Linked DNA regions of Mus musculus: region 1 is linked to region 2. The links are chromatin contacts, called in public promoter capture Hi-C maps. All regions are on one chromosome and are shown on one strand. The core of a region is the stretch at or near the end of the contact, and the rest is flanking DNA. Distances in the headings are between cores, read along the strand shown.

The links. Promoter capture Hi-C pulls out the DNA fragments that hold promoters and counts their contacts.
Region 1: a promoter capture Hi-C map of liver shows a contact between it and region 2, with 2.1 times the contacts expected there. The contact joins the promoter of Gbe1 here to the enhancer-like site in region 2. A contact is called at or near these places in 4 of 39 promoter capture datasets (3T3-L1-derived adipocytes, liver and macrophages), 3 of 484 Hi-C or Micro-C datasets (the HL-1 cell line and liver), 1 of 115 datasets of contacts at active chromatin or transcription factors (the 230-238 cell line) and 1 of 9 other capture datasets (pancreatic islet).

The regions. Positions count from the first base shown.
Region 1 is chr16:70,312,691-70,315,390 of GRCm38.p6, forward strand. It overlaps Gbe1 (glucan (1,4-alpha-), branching enzyme 1), which reads left to right and starts at 1,259. Exons shown (of 16, transcript NM_028803.4): 1 at 1,259-1,605. The coding sequence starts at 1,463.
Region 2 is chr16:70,258,179-70,260,878 of GRCm38.p6, forward strand. No RefSeq gene overlaps it. Among named protein-coding and RNA genes, the nearest start is that of Gm36766, 35 kb to the left of the region's middle. Within about 2 kb of position 1,398, at least 7 of the 459 cell types and tissues checked have an H3K27ac peak or open chromatin away from gene starts, as enhancers often do. A contact at or near this core is called in liver, where this site is marked.

The DNA.
Region 1 (2,700 bases), core at 9-2,508, 54 kb after region 2:
ATTTTTATTTTCTCACCCCTTCCCTTTTCCCTTCCTAATCAGTGCTTTGGTTTTACCTTAACAGGTGAACGCTTATGCTATGAAGAAGATAGTTGGTTCAGGTTTCTTAGTCAGCCAAGTGGAAATTTCAGTGTGAAGTGATGAAAATTTAGAGTTATGAAAGTAAAAAATGAAGTTACAGAATTGGGTGTCTACTAGGTACTTTATTTCTGGGTTCAAGCCCCCCCCCATTTGTAGATATATATATACCTTTATCTAAGACCTTTAGCTATTCACATCGAAGTGAATATTTTTCTTTCTTAAGTTCATCACAAACCCTGTTTTAAATGTTTATATCCCAAGGCTGGTCAATACTGTTCCTTCTTCCTAGACGCTAAGATTTTACTACACTTGATCTTAGCCAAAAGGCCGAGAAGCGATAGGATTTTACATTTCCAGATTTCAACTGAGAAAATTATACTCAAGCCTGTCCAGTTTTGAGGTGCAAAGTAACTTGCAGCCTCCTGAGTAGCAGCGTCCATTTCTCCTTGTGTCAAAATCTGTATTCTTAAAAAAAAATTTTTTTGTATGTCTGTGTATCAGTATATATGTGGCAGGGTGGAAAATATTTGAAAGTTGGTTTCCTCTTTCCAGACCGTGGGTTCTGGGAATATAATTCCAGTTATATGCCTTGTGGCAAGCACTTTTTACCTAGTGAGCCATCATGGCATCAAGCCCCCATTCTGTATTCTTGCAAAGGAACCACTGGACAGAAAGGACACAGGGTAGTTATACTTGGGAGCTTGGCCAGAAAAGTTTTTGCTTCATCACTGTGATTAAGCAGGAGAGTGCAGTCCACTTTAATGATGTTCTCCCAGTCATGTCTCATCAAAGACAGTTTGGTTGGTGAAACACAAATGCCTGATTTCAGTACAGGGAACCAGGAAAGTTCTTGTTCTTACTGTGACTTCAGGGACCTGGCTGGCTATCCATGCTTATCTATGCAAAAATCTTTAAAGACTCTCTTGGTTAAACTCTTGAGACACATTAAGGTTAGGGCCGTAGGGTTGTTAAATGACATTAAGATTCTAAATAGTTTCGCGTTGTCGACTTTTAACCGTGGTCCAGGTGAATTTCCCACTTTTTGAAAACCATCGCCCTAGGAAAAACAAAACTCAGAAATGAGAGCAGGTGTTTGAGGAGAGGTGACCACCGGGCAGGAAGGGGAAGGGACAGGGACTGGTGAGACCCGCCTCCCGGTGGCCAGCCAGCACAGTTCAGGGCTCCAGGGGCCGGCCCCGTGAGTGGGCGGGGGCCCGCGCTGAGGACGTGTGTCCCGGGCTCACCCTGGCCCGCTCCGCCGCTATAAAGGGCAAGTCCCCGGCGGCTCGCCTAGGCTCGCCCGGCTCCGCCCTGCCGCTCGCACTCCACTCGGCCCACTCGACCCTCTCGGGCCTCGGCTACTCGGGCTGCTGCGGCGAAGATGGCGGCGCCGGCGGCTCCTGCGGCAGGGGAAACGGGCCCCGATGCTCGTCTGGAGGCCGCCTTGGCCGACGTGCCGGAGCTGGCCCGACTCCTGGAGATTGACCCGTACCTGAAGCCCTTCGCCGCGGACTTCCAGCGCAGGTACCCGGGGGAACCCCTCCACCGCCCTCCGCCTGCGGCCGGCCTTCCCGCGTGCGCGCGCGCGCCGCCCGACTCCCCCCTCTCCGCGCGGCCCCGCCCCCTCGCACGCCAATCATGCGGTGGGCGTGGCTCCGGCTTCCCGGGGGAGTTCCTGAACTTTTCTGCTGCACGTCCGCCCCGTGCTCGCTCACTTGCTCGCAGTCCCTGGCCGCGCGTCCTCCCCTACGTGCTGGGACAGGCAGCGCTGCAGCCACGCAGCGGCTTCCGGGACTCACAGGCCACCCCCCTCTGGTCCTGGGAGTTGCAGTGGTCGTGACCCAGGGCGTGTGTGATTTTGCTTTTCCAACTTTGTAGTCTACTTCCGAGCAGCGTTTGTGCAGTCTTTCAGGCAGTCTTTCAACATCTTGCACCCTCCTGTTTGCTCTTGTGAGTTCATTAATCTGCGTTTCACTTTAATCGTTGGTCAGATCTCTTCTCCCTTAAACCAACATCGAAGAGCGACCTTTGCGGGTGTTTGACCTTAGCTTCCAGGAGAGTTAACAGGGCATGGATGGCTTAACTTGCAGAGCCCAATTCAAAAAGTATAACTCCTCTCCCACCAGGCTTCCCACTTATCAGAAATTTATAATTGCAATCTGCTCAGGTTAAGATTGAAAATTAAAGTAGCTAGTATATAAATTAGAGTAGTTATGAGTCGATTGCAAGTATTTTGCTGCAGTCATATTTGTCATACTAGTTTCTTCTTTAAAGCCTAGATACTACAAAAATCAAAACTACCTTGGCACCAGTCAATTTGTCATATTTGTCATACTAGTTTCTTCTTTAAAGCCTAGATACTACAAAAATCAAAACTACCTTGGCACCAGTCGATAGACTCTTTTTTAATCATAGAAAACATAGAACTAGTTGGTGGCATTGGTGATTATGAACATGGGTTGATGTGACTTGAAAACACAAAGACCCTTAAAGCTCAACGACCTAGCTTTGTCATGTTATTAAATGTATTCACTTAAGTCACTTTCTAGAAAACCAATATTCTCAGATTCTAAAACAGTAGGCATTATAAACTGCTCATTCCAGAGTTTACATATCCTA
Region 2 (2,700 bases), core at 148-2,647:
TTTTCTTTTCTTTTCTTTTCTTTCTTTTCTTTTCTTTTCTTTTTTGACTTAGTAAATACAATTTTTTTAATTAGGTATTTTCTTCATTTACATTTCAACTGCTATCCCAAAAGTCCCCCAGACCCCCCCCCCCACACTCCCCTACCCATCCACTCCTACTTCTTGGCCCTAGCGTTCCCATACTGAGGCATATAAAGTTTGCAAGACCAAGGGGCCTCTCTTACCAATGATGGCCAACTAGGCCATCTTCTGATACATATGCAGCTAGAGACACGAGCTCCAGGGGTACTGGTTAGTTCATATTGTTGTTCCACCTATAGGGTTGCAGACCCCTTTAGTTCCTTGGATACTTTCTCTAGCTCCTCCATTGGGGGCCCTGTGATCCATCCAATAGCTGACTGTGAGCATCCACTTCTGTGTTTTCCAGGCACCGGCATAGCCTCACAAGAGACAGCTATATCAGGGTCCTTTCAGCAAAATCTTGCTAGTGTATGCAATAGTGTCAGTGTTTGGAGGCTGATTATGGGATGGATCCCGGGGTATGGAAATCTCTAGATTGTCCATCCTTTCATCTCAGCTCCAAACTTTGTCTCTGTAACTCCTTCCATGGGTGTTTTGTTCCCAATTCTAAGAAGAGGCAAAGTGTCCACACTTTGGTCTTCATTCTTCTTGAGTTTCATGTGTTGGTGGTTTAATCCCAGTGAGCTCTTGGGGGTACTGGCTAGTTCATATTGTTGTTCCTCCTATGGGGCTGCAAACCCCCTCAGCTCCGTGGGTATTTTCTCTAGTTCCTTCATTGGGGACCCTGTGTTCCAACTAATGGATGACTGTGAGCATCCACTTCTGTATTTGTCAGGTACTGCCTCTCAGGAGACAGCTATATCAGGCTCCTGTCAGCAAGCTCTTGTTGGCATCCACAATAGTGTCTGGTTTTAGTTGTTGTTTATGGGATGGATCCCCAGGTTGGGCAGTATCTGGATGGTCATTCCTTCAGTCTCTGCTCCAAACTTTGTCTCTGTAACTCCTTCCATGGGTATTTTGGTCCCTCTTCTAAGAAGGATGGAACTATCCACAATGTGGTCTTCTTTCTTGCCAGCACTACACGCACGCACGCGCACACACACACACACGCACGCACACACACAGAGCGAGAGAGAGAGTAAATTAAAATCCTATTAAGACTATATTAAATTCCTTTCTGGAAAAATCTTTTTTTCTAAAATAAAAGTTATGTGGGTCCTGAAATTTATCACAACAGCTTAACCTGGACAGATTGGTGACAGAGAGGTCTGGATCCTGTATCTTCTGAGGTTCGTACACCTCATATCAACATTCCATAAAGCTGGAGTGAGAGCTGAAAGCTTTTGCAGACTGAGCCTGCTGTTGACAGATGGGAGGAAACAGGAACACAGTCAGGGATTTTCCATGTAGGCTTGTTAGAGTCCTGCATCAGTGAACACTGATATATCTATGGGTGTGATTAATTTTGTCAAGAACATAGTCTAAACTTTGCAGAGGGGGAAACTTTAAATAGATGAAATCTAAGAATCATTCCCACTGTGAATGCAGAGTGTGGCACTGAAGGTGAGAACATTGTCTTACTGTCAATTCTTGTAATATAGCCTAATTAGGTCAAAATCTAAAAGCAAAAGTAAACAGCATAGCACTTTCATATTTATATTTATCTCTCCTCTTTTTATTCAGTGCACTATTTACATGATTTGTGTGGGTCATTTTAAAAGCCCCTGCATCTTATATTATGACTTAAAAATGACATTTCTTTGCTTTCCTTTGGTATTACTTCCTCATGGACAGTAAATTATTCTCTAACTGCAACACACAGTTTTCCCATGACCGGTTATTTTTCATTACATCTCAGAAATAGTTCATCTCATACACGTTCTAGCTCTTGTCAAAATTATCAATTAAAAATGAAGCAATCAGTCATTTTAGGAATGTTAATTACCAAAAGAAACACACAAAGAAACAGATATACTATGACAAGTAAGAAAGAATCCTTAAATATATTGTGGGAAAAAGCCCTAAATATTAAAGAGATCAAAATAACAAAAACATTTTTAAACTGCTTTTCAAAGAACAAAGGTTGAATGTTGCAAGATAAGCAAACAACCATCTGGAAAGAAGTGTGGATCTGGACAGTTTTCTTCCGATTATTTCAAAACACACAGCATTCAGAGGATTCCTTTGCCCTGAGACAGTCTGGTCTAATGTGGTTCCAGTATGCTGTTTGGAAAAGCCCTGCTTGTGCCTTTACACATATACAGATACATACTGATTCACCCATAAATGTCAACTAAGAGTTATCTTCTTAAGATGAAAACAGTTGCTCAGACTGATCTGAGTTTGTGATTGGACACATTTCTGACTTACAGACCCCCATGTTAGGGATGGGCAGACATTCAGTCTAAGCTGGAGTTTGCTTTTTATTTCCAGATGAGTGGAAATTTTATAATGTCTCTGTATGTCAGTTTTCTTATCTGGGAAATGAGAAGTTGGGATAGATTATTTCTAAACTCATTTTCAGCTCTGACTCTAGACAAGTGGAATGATGAAAAAAAAATCCATGTGGTTTTATTGAGTTGCCTTTGTCCTTGGTCCTTAACAGCTTTGGACTTTAGGGTTGATTCATTATGGCCAGGAAAGAACATTTCCATTTCAATTTCTAAGATAATCATGGCA